3 separate regions of the Gossypium hirsutum genome follow, and all the other regions are linked to region 3. The links are chromatin contacts, called in public Hi-C maps. All regions are on one chromosome and are shown on one strand. The core of a region is the stretch at or near the end of the contact, and the rest is flanking DNA. Distances in the headings are between cores, read along the strand shown. Region 1 holds the start of LOC107896858. Region 2 has its middle 4.6 kb from the start of LOC121208361. Region 3 holds the start of LOC107896881 (probable serine/threonine-protein kinase PBL7).

Evidence for each region. A called contact is a pair of places that touch in the nucleus more often than the background predicts.
Region 1: a Hi-C map of leaf shows a contact between it and region 3, with 2.2 times the contacts expected there. The contact joins the promoter of LOC107896858 here to the promoter of LOC107896881 in region 3. A contact is called at or near these places in 8 of 34 Hi-C or Micro-C datasets (hypocotyl, leaf, petal and 1 more).
Region 2: a Hi-C map of leaf shows a contact between it and region 3, with 4 times the contacts expected there. The contact joins the enhancer-like site here to the promoter of LOC107896881 in region 3. A contact is called at or near these places in 7 of 34 Hi-C or Micro-C datasets (callus, hypocotyl, leaf and 2 more).

Annotation. Positions count from the first base shown.
Region 1 is chrA10:88,770,578-88,773,882 of Gossypium_hirsutum_v2.1, reverse strand. LOC107896858 reads right to left here and starts at 1,681. Exons shown (of 5, transcript XM_016822153.2): 1 at 1,392-1,681; 2 at 1-96. The coding sequence starts at 23.
Region 2 is chrA10:89,452,711-89,456,055 of Gossypium_hirsutum_v2.1, reverse strand. No RefSeq gene overlaps it. Among protein-coding and RNA genes, the nearest start is that of LOC121208361, 4.6 kb to the left of the region's middle. Within about 2 kb of position 2,090, at least 5 of the 9 cell types and tissues checked have an H3K27ac peak or open chromatin away from gene starts, as enhancers often do. A contact at or near this core is called in leaf, where this site is marked.
Region 3 is chrA10:89,075,849-89,078,754 of Gossypium_hirsutum_v2.1, reverse strand. LOC107896881 (probable serine/threonine-protein kinase PBL7) reads right to left here and starts at 1,621. Exons shown (of 6, transcript XM_016822178.2): 1 at 1,161-1,621; 2 at 424-662; 3 at 59-194. The coding sequence starts at 1,344. It overlaps LOC107896880 (a long non-coding RNA gene), which reads left to right and starts at 2,351. Exons shown (of 2, transcript XR_005903348.1): 1 at 2,351-2,906.

The DNA of each region.
Region 1 (3,305 bases), core at 432-2,931, 300 kb after region 3:
CCTTTTAAATCCATAATGACCATCAATCAACCTTAGCAGAACAGCAGTTGGATTTCTTCCACTGTCTTCTGTTTGCAATTACCTCTAAACACTTATCTGAACATAAGTAGATTTAAATTACTAATCTCTTACAAGAACAGAACCAACATTTTAGGAAGCTCAGTTTAGACACACACGCATATCATAGCCCAACAGGGAAATGCTAAATAACTTAAATTAGTATAATTAGATTTAGTAATTGCATTCAAATGATGCCAACTCTGACAAAAAGGAAAGAGTTAATCGGAGAAGGCCCTTAATCTAATTGCTCACCTAGGTGACCTATTTGAATGAACAAGGCCTTATACTACTACATTTAAAAAAAAAAAATCATTTAACGCCAAGACATACAAAAAATCACTGTCTGAATCTTATATAACTTACATTAGTCTCTTCGGAGGCCACCATGTGGTCTCCTCTCATGCTCAAACAACATCAAAGTTGAGCCAAAATTTATAATTTAAAAGGTAAGCAAAACAGAAAAAATCATGGAATCTTCATTGATACTCAAATTGTCCTAATTTCCGGTCTTCATTCTGCCAAGCCTCTACTAGATGCATAAACTTGTTAAGTTTTAACCAAAAGACACAAAACATGAATCACAGGAAAAGGTAGAAGACTTTTTTTGGTGGAACCAAGGTATCTTTCATGTCTGTTTTATGGTCCATAGAAACTAATCCCACTGTTTTCTAAACCAGACCAGTTAGATTGGGAACTGGCTGGGGTAATGGTCGAAAAAGGGGGTTGGACTCGTTGACCCACAAACCGGTTGTTTTTCCTATTTTTTAATTTTTTATTCAATTGAACCTGATAAACTGGTCAGACCAAGAACCGGTGGTATGACCGGTTCGATCACTGGCCCAGTTCTGAAAACCTTGACTAATTCATGGATGATCAGTGCAATGTGAGTTGGTAAAGTGGGAGACACTTGAGGAACACCCAGGATTCCAATACCAGGAAACATGTATACTATGAAACATCAATTCTATAGATGCAATCAATGGTAAAAATGGCACATATAGTAAAAAAAATTATACATAACAAACCCTAGAAAGATCAACAGAGTTTAGAATCAATAATTTGAAGCGAACAAATTACTGTTTTAAGCACAAAAAGCCCATTAAAGCATTAACAGCTTCAGCTAAAATTACATAATTCGACGCCATACCATACACTAAACTAAAACGAAAGATCATTTTAATCCAAAATGATAATAAGTTTAAGTTAGCAGGCAAGCCAAAGAACATTAAAACCAGAAGCAAGACAAAAAAATAAAATACCCAGGAAAAGAAGCAAACCCAAAAATACAAAACAGAAACCCTTGATGGAAATTAATTAGATAGTGAACATACGTATAGAAGGCGAGAGAGAGTTTTATCTGAAATCCCCCTTCCAGTTTCCTCTTAAAACAATGGATTGAAGGTAGAGAAGATGGAAGAAAGCAGAAGCTAAATGATTGCTGAGCGGGAAAGTTAAATGGATTACGTTGTGTGGTCGGGAATCATAAACACCCAAGCCAATATATTTTGTTTGTTTTATTGTTTAAAGCTTTGGGTTGAAGGAAAATGGAAGAAAGGCAGGGGAAGTGGAGAGAGTTTTGATCACATGTTATTTAGTTATTGGTAGAAGCGTGTCCGTTCCGTCCTCTCAAAACCATAAAACTAAGGTTTACTAATGCCAATTGTGGGCCCATCCCCAAAAATATGTCTCCTTTTTCTTTAATGCTTCATGGTGAGAGTTGAGAGGGACGTATTGTAGACCTCTCCATTTTCGTTCCACCTGTTATAACATTTTTTAATTATTTTAAAATTAGAAATTGACTTTTTTCTCTTAAAAAAAATTCATTTATATGGATGATTTGACTTTTTCCATTTTTTTATTACACCTTCAAAAAGGTTAAATTGCTTCATAACCTTTTCTTATTTACTATTTTATTTTGCTCCCGTCAACACAGAAGTTTATTAGCAATTAGTCCAAAAAGTTTTTTTTACCAAAAATTATTTTTATAAAAAGTCAATTAAAACTGAAAATAAATTTTCTTTTCTTTTCAAAAAATAATTCTTTTTGTTAAATTATTTTTCAAAATTTTATTCTAACTGGAATAAAATAATTTGAAAAAATATATTTTTTAATATAAATAAATCAAATTTATTTTCAGTTGGAATCAAATTTTTTACAAAAAATATTTTCAGTTGGAATCAAATTTTTTACAAAAAATATTTTTTTGTAGAAAAAATTTTTTGGACTAACTGGTAATAGGCTTCTCTATTTTTTGAGTTGAAGGAGAATAAAAGAAAATAGAAAATAAGAAGGGGTTATGAAGCAATTTAACCCTAAAAGCTTTTTTTAGCAATCAATTAAAATGGAAAATTTCCATATTAAGTCCCTAAATATTTTAGGTCATCACATTTCAATCATGTGCCGCCAATTTGTCAAGCGGCACTAGCAGAACACTGTAGCAAACATACTATTTTGGTAAATAATCTCATGGACATACTATTTAAGCTATTAATTATTATTATTTTATATTATTGAAGTAAAAAAGCTAGATTTATATTTTTTTTATAAAATTATTAAAATTTTAATAGTTTTTAAATAATTTGCTATAAAAAATTATAATTTTTTTAAAAAAACTACATCCATGATGAATATAGATAACCTTTGTCCATGTTCAAATGAACATGGACAACCATTTGTCTAGGTTCATCTTAGATATTTTTTAAATAATTATTAAAATATATTTATTTTTGAGATTTTTTTAATTTTTAAATATTTGTTGATGTGATAAAATATGGCACACCAAATATCGTTACCCGGTTGTTTCACTAGTTACGTCATCGCTTAAAAGTAGAAATGCATGGAATTTTTAATAGAATGGCCAAGTTGCTCTTTGATCTAAATTACAAAGACTAATTTGCTCATTTTTTTGAATAGAGGGGGCAAAATGTAATCCGACTCCTCAAACAAGGGCCTCCATGGTACTTTTGTCTAATCCTACTCATCCTTTAGTTTCACTCACTTGCATTAAAAAAACTTTTAAAAAAATTCAAATAATCATTCAATAGCACGTATGGATGGAATTTTTAACTGAATGGTCAATTTAAACTTTTTTTAATTTATAGTGACTAATTTACCAATTTATTGAATAGAAAAGGCAAAATGCAATCCAACTTCTAATATAGAAATTTCCATAATATTTTTACCATATAATTAACTATAATCTATAATATATATGTAGGAATTTAGAGAAACTTTTTAGTCAAAAT
Region 2 (3,345 bases), core at 841-3,340, 380 kb before region 3:
AAAAGGACTACGCCAAAGCAGTACCAAACTCAGCACTCAAATTCAATGATACCATCTTTCATTCTAACTTCAATCTTAAAGTTCATGGATTATTTCAACTAATTATTACTCAAATTTTAATATTATTTGAATTACATATTTTATCACTTCAAACTTTAGATGGCAGTTTGACTTCAGTGTCAAACTTATTTAAAATATGCATATATGCATTAAATTGTAATTTTATTTCAACTTATCTCTCTCACTTAATTCTTTTTAAAAATTTACCTTAAATAATTAATGTATTTTTTAAAATTACTCATCAAATTATTACCTGCACTAGGCACTGGGCATGGTTGGCCCCCATTTGAAATTGTAAAACCCATTAGAGAGCCGTATCGACCATATAGGCCGCTAGATGTGCATAAAGTTGATGTAAAAATGAAAACTCTAGATTAACATACCTTTACATTAATTATAGTTTAAATATAGACGAAGTCAAAAGATTTTATTAGAGGTTAAATATATTTTTATGATAGTAAAAATATAATTTCATTATTTTAGTAGCTCGTATTTTTATAATTTTTAAAAAATTAAATTAAATTTTTATTATTTTTGAAAGTCAAGATATAATTTTATTATTGTCAATTTAAAATTTTATAAATTATAAAGAGACCTAAAATAAAATAAAAAAATCATTTTAGGGTGAATCGGGATCTCTGCCAGTCGCCGGCTTCACCACTGTGCATAAGGATATTTATTTATTTATTTATTATGTTTTAATATGAGTTAGTAATAAATTAATTTCAATAGATTATTTTTGGTAACTCTCATGATTTGTTTTAAAAAATGAGAAGAAAATATTTTAAAAATCTTATTTTTTATTAATGTTTTTATTTATCTTTCTAATTTCAAGTTTAAATTTATATAAATTATTTTTTATTTAATGTCTAATTATATAATACATATTATGACACAGTTTTAATCATTTCTCTAATGCCAAAAGGAGACAAAATTTCACATCTTTTTATGATAATATTAGTTAGAATCTTGAAATTAATATTATAAATAGGGTAATTACAAATCTTGGCATACGAAATAAAAGATAGATAACTATGATTTTAAGTCAGATTTGATAAACCCCATCACTTTCATCTAAATTTTAGAGATTTGAAGTCTGTTTATTTCTTGACAAGTTGTTCAAAGGTTTGCTCAACAAATCAATTTATATCACAATTTTTTTTTTAAACAGTTAGCTGTTAAACAAGCATCTCTGGGGAGCACTTTTTGTTGATTAAACCGCTGAAGAAGGAAGGAAAAATTTAGAAAGCTTTGATCTGTTTTTCTATAGAAACCATGTTATATAACCTTTAAGTTTTCTAGAGTATTTGTATTTGTTCGTATACAAATATTCAAATATAAGTATAATGTAATATTATTTAAATAAATTAAAATTTTTTAAAACAATTGCATATACTTATCGAACTAATCTTTCAGCATTAACATATACAACCTAAGAGAACCAGGCTGCTTTATTCAAAACCTATCCATTGTCATTGATATAATTCAGTCAATGTGCTAGCCTTCACCAAGAAGCATAGAGCAAATATATAGTCTATAAGTTATATTAGACGTCTCCCAATGCTAGTCTTTATCTAGCCTAAGTTTACTGGCACCTTAATTGAAAGCTTCAACTTAATGGAAAAAGGGGAAATGAATGCAACAAAAATATAATATTCAAGTCTCATATTTACTCCATTTCTGATTCTCTTGGACACAAGACATATTTATATGGATATCAGACTTAAGTCTCTGAGGCAAACTGATAATATTAAAGAAAAAATCTGCAAGAAGCATTGGTTCACGTTTCTTGCTTAAAAATCTTATCTACAATACATTTTCTTCATGTTCTTGTCAATTAAATTAGCTTAACTTTTCAAATGTTCCACCCATTTTGACGACTTCATCATGTTTCTATCTAAATTATTTTTGAAATTACATTTGTATTATTTATTGAAAAAGCTTTCAAAGGGGAGGCTATTGAAGCCTTGACGGATCAGGGTCAAGAAGATTTAATTACTATGGGCTCAGTATTGGTATTGGATCAGAATAAAGGGCTAGAAACACAAATAGTTGAGGGCAATGAAATGGACTTAAATGAGAAAGAAATGCAGATTCCAATCAATGAAGGGAACCCAAAGTTAAATCAAAATTCAACATTTTTATAAGAAATAGAGGAACCAAGGGATCGGGTTGCAGCATCTGAACTTGAAGAGGAACTTTTCCAAATAAGACAAAACAAAAGAAATAAGAAAGTGTTGAATGAGAGAATTAGATTTATGCAGAAGATTCAGGATACAGTGCTCACAACAAAAGAAAAGCTGAAGAGAGATAGGGGAATGAGAAAATTAAAGGGAAATGGGGATTCCAGGAACGACGAAAGCATAGCAAACCTATCGTTATCGGACTCAGACATCAGTAACAGAAGAAAAGTCATTGTTAAAGAAGCGAAGAAGACGTGGGAGGTGGGGAAAAAATTGGGGTTTAGTGTCCAAGGCGATGAGGAGATAGTAATCGAAGAGATAATGAGGATTGAAGGGCAGCAATAGGGAGCTATCAAAGACAGAGGGAGGAGGAATTCAGGATAATTGGTGAGTGGCTGGTTTACTGGATTTTACTTTATTTAATTAGTTCGATTGGAAATATGAGATTTGTCTCCTGGAATATCAAAGGGTTGGGGCCTGTAGCTAAAATAGAAGCTGTCAATAGATTAGTGAGAAAGACTATGGCAAATGTCTGCTTCCTTCAAGAAACTAAGTTAGAAATGGTGTCAATGGATTTAGTTAGAAAATTTTGGGGCGATGACTATTTTGAATTTAAATTTGCAGCTGCAATAGAAAGGTAAGGAGGATTGATAACAATATGGGATAAAGGTATGTTTACAACCAATATGGAGTTTAGTGGGAACAAATTTATTGTAATTGAAGGAAAGTAGGTGTGTGAAAGGATGAAGGCAGTATTGATTAATGTATATGCTCCTAACAATCTGTCAGATCAAAAAATTCTTTGGGAAGATCTATATGGGTTTAGAAGTAAATTTAGTAATGCATGGATAGTAGGTGGGGATTTTAACATGGTGAGAAATAGAAGTGAACGAATCATCTGTTCGGGCATAAAGAAGGGGTCAAAGGAGTTTGGTGACTTTATTGATAGATGTAAATTGGAAGATTTGCCGTTATTGGGGAAAAAGTTCACATGGATTGGTCCGGACAATAGACGTAGTAGACTTGATAGATTTTTACTAGAGGAAGAATGGTTGGTTCAATTGAAAGACTTACAACAGCAAGGACTAAACAGAACGATATC
Region 3 (2,906 bases), core at 372-2,871:
ACAGCTCATGCACATTGAAATTTTAATAAACAAAGGCTACTACTAAGTACTAGCTTACCATTAATGGGATACAGATGTTCCTGCAGACCACCATTTGCCATAAACTCATAAACAAGCAGTTTACGACTACTATTTGAGCAATACCCAATCAAATCCAACAAATATGGAGAACGTAGACGTTTCAGCAGTTCCACCTACAATTGTGTATGGTCAATCAATTAGTATAAAATCAACTTAAAATAAAAGGAAAGTTAACATAAATGATATCATCACTTTATTAACTCATTTTATCCATTTTTTCCAGAAGAAATATAAAGAATTAGGTAAACAGAATGTATATTGTCGACGGGTTAGCATGGCACATTTGAAATACAGATATCAGAACACCAGAAAAGTACACTTAGAACAGTATTCATAGCAGACCTCCATTTTAAATTCTTCTTCTCCTTGCTTCCCTGCCTGATCCATTAACTTCACAGCAACTTTTCTGCCATTACTAAGCACTCCCCTGTACACGGACCCGAACCCGCCATGGCCAACCACATTAGACTTGCTGAAACCACCAGTGGCTGAATGTAACTGCTTAAAAGTAAAGACATGAAGCCCTTCGTCCGTAGCAACTTCAAGATCGGTACAGCAAGCTTTGTCCTTAGAATCAACCACTTCAGAGACAAAAGACCAGCAATACATCAAGTTGCATAAAAGGGAACATTAGGAACCGAGTCATGCTAAAGCAACAAGCTCACTTTATTGATGATTACTTATACTACAGGCCCTGACTACAAACCATCATAAGTCCGAGTCCCCAAAGACCCAAAATAATCATTGTCAAAAGGGTATAATCAACTTACCATCTTTTGGGAAGTACTTCATCGCGGGTACGAAATTAAAAAACCAAATAAAGGTAAAAAGAACTATATAAGAAACAGAACAAGATGAATCAAATATATTTTTCCACCTTTTTTTGACAGGAAAAAGAGGGAAGAACAAAAGATGAACTAGTCCTTATGAATAGTACACAAAGGGAATGCATTTTCCCCAATAATCTTCCTATATTCACATCTACTACACCGTCATCATAACCAACATAAATATACAAGAAAATGAAAGCAGAGAAAAGAAAATAGTGTAGTTTATTTAAAATATTATGTAGACAGTACCAGTAGAGTGGGATTTGGAGCGCTTAGAGAGGACCTTGTTACGAATATAACAATAGTAGCTAAAAGCCACTAAAAGCGAAGCAACAGCCACTGAAGCAAGCACTACAATGGCTACCAATGCAATGCGTTCTTTCCTCCTATAATACGAATATGAAAACTCAGGATCTTCCCCTCCTTTCTCCATTTTTGTTCTCCTTTTTCCCTTTGAAACCTAGCTCGCCTCCGACTATAAGAAAATGCTGGTCTTATTTGAACTTGGAGATTCCCCCCCCCCTCTCTCTCTCGCCTTTCTTCTCGCTGTGTCAGACACCAGGGTCAGTGAGTTTTACTTTACTGTTTTTTTCTTCTCCGACTAGCGCGCACACAAAGAACTTTTCCTTTTAGTCCTTTCCTTTTCTCTGCATTTGCATTTCCTACCTCAACTTAAATCATACTTTTCAAGATTACCACATATATAAAGTTAAATATTTATATTTGATGCACCCGTACTTATTTATATATGTATACTTCACCATTCAATCATACGATACCACTATTACTGACAGTACGTTTGGGTGGGCATGAATAGCCAACCCATTTCGATTCTAGGGAAATGATTATTTCGTAATTTGGTTTAATGAATTCCTTATTCAGTTGAATTAGAATCTTTGACAACGAATGACTATTTCACTCAATAATGAATAACATATAATTCAAGAGAAATTCTATCAAACTTGAATTGGTTTTTTCAACATCATTCTCGCAATTGGGGTTTTGAGCCTTTAAATTCTAGAAGTCAACAACTAACCAAAATGAAGGATTGGAGCGATGGAAGCTAAAGAGATAAAGTAATATTAAAATAAAATGGTAGGTTTTTAATAATATTTTTAAATATTTAAATATAATAAAATAATTTTTAAATATGATTTTTATATTTATTTGTAAGTTTAATAAACTAAATATATTGTTAAATAATTTTTTTATTATTAAATATAAAATGTTAAATTATTTATTTTCAAATATTATTTTTGACATAATATTTATAATGTTATTCAGAAATAAATCATATTTTTATAAATAATATATTATACTATTAAATATATTTATAATATATATTAATAAATTATAATATTAAAATTTTCTACATATATTATTTTTATTATTTTTCTGAATTATATTAATGAATTTTTTTGAAAGAATTCAGACTGGGCTGTATACTGAATAAAATAAAAGTACATAGTAAAAGTCCAAAAGCAAAAGAGAAAACCAATCAGCACCTAAACAAGACACGGCCTGAAACTAAAAAGGCTCAAAAACTAATTAGAAAATATCTAGATATTTATCAAACAGTCAAAAATTATAGATTGATGAACCTAATTAATGCCCAGTCAGATCATACTGTAAACCGTCGTATCATCAGAGTACCTTTCAATTTTCTTTTGACGATTCAGCTTTTAGGAAAGTTTATCCTTTCAAAAACCATTTCTCCGACTTTCCTTTACTTTCCTTTCATTTCTCTGTTTCCCCTCTGTTATCAATCTGGCTCTCGTCTCTGATCCATTCTTTGTTGAATCTCAGCATACACCGGAACCCCCATTTCCAGGTACGTCTCCTCCTTCCTTCTTAAAGTTTCCGTTGTTATTACATGCGCAAGGTTGTTTGCAGATCTTATTGTACGTTTGAAAAAGAAGCTTCTCGATCTGTTAATGTTTTGTTGTATATCGTGTATATAAGCTCCTATATGTGAACGATCTTGACTTTTGGTTG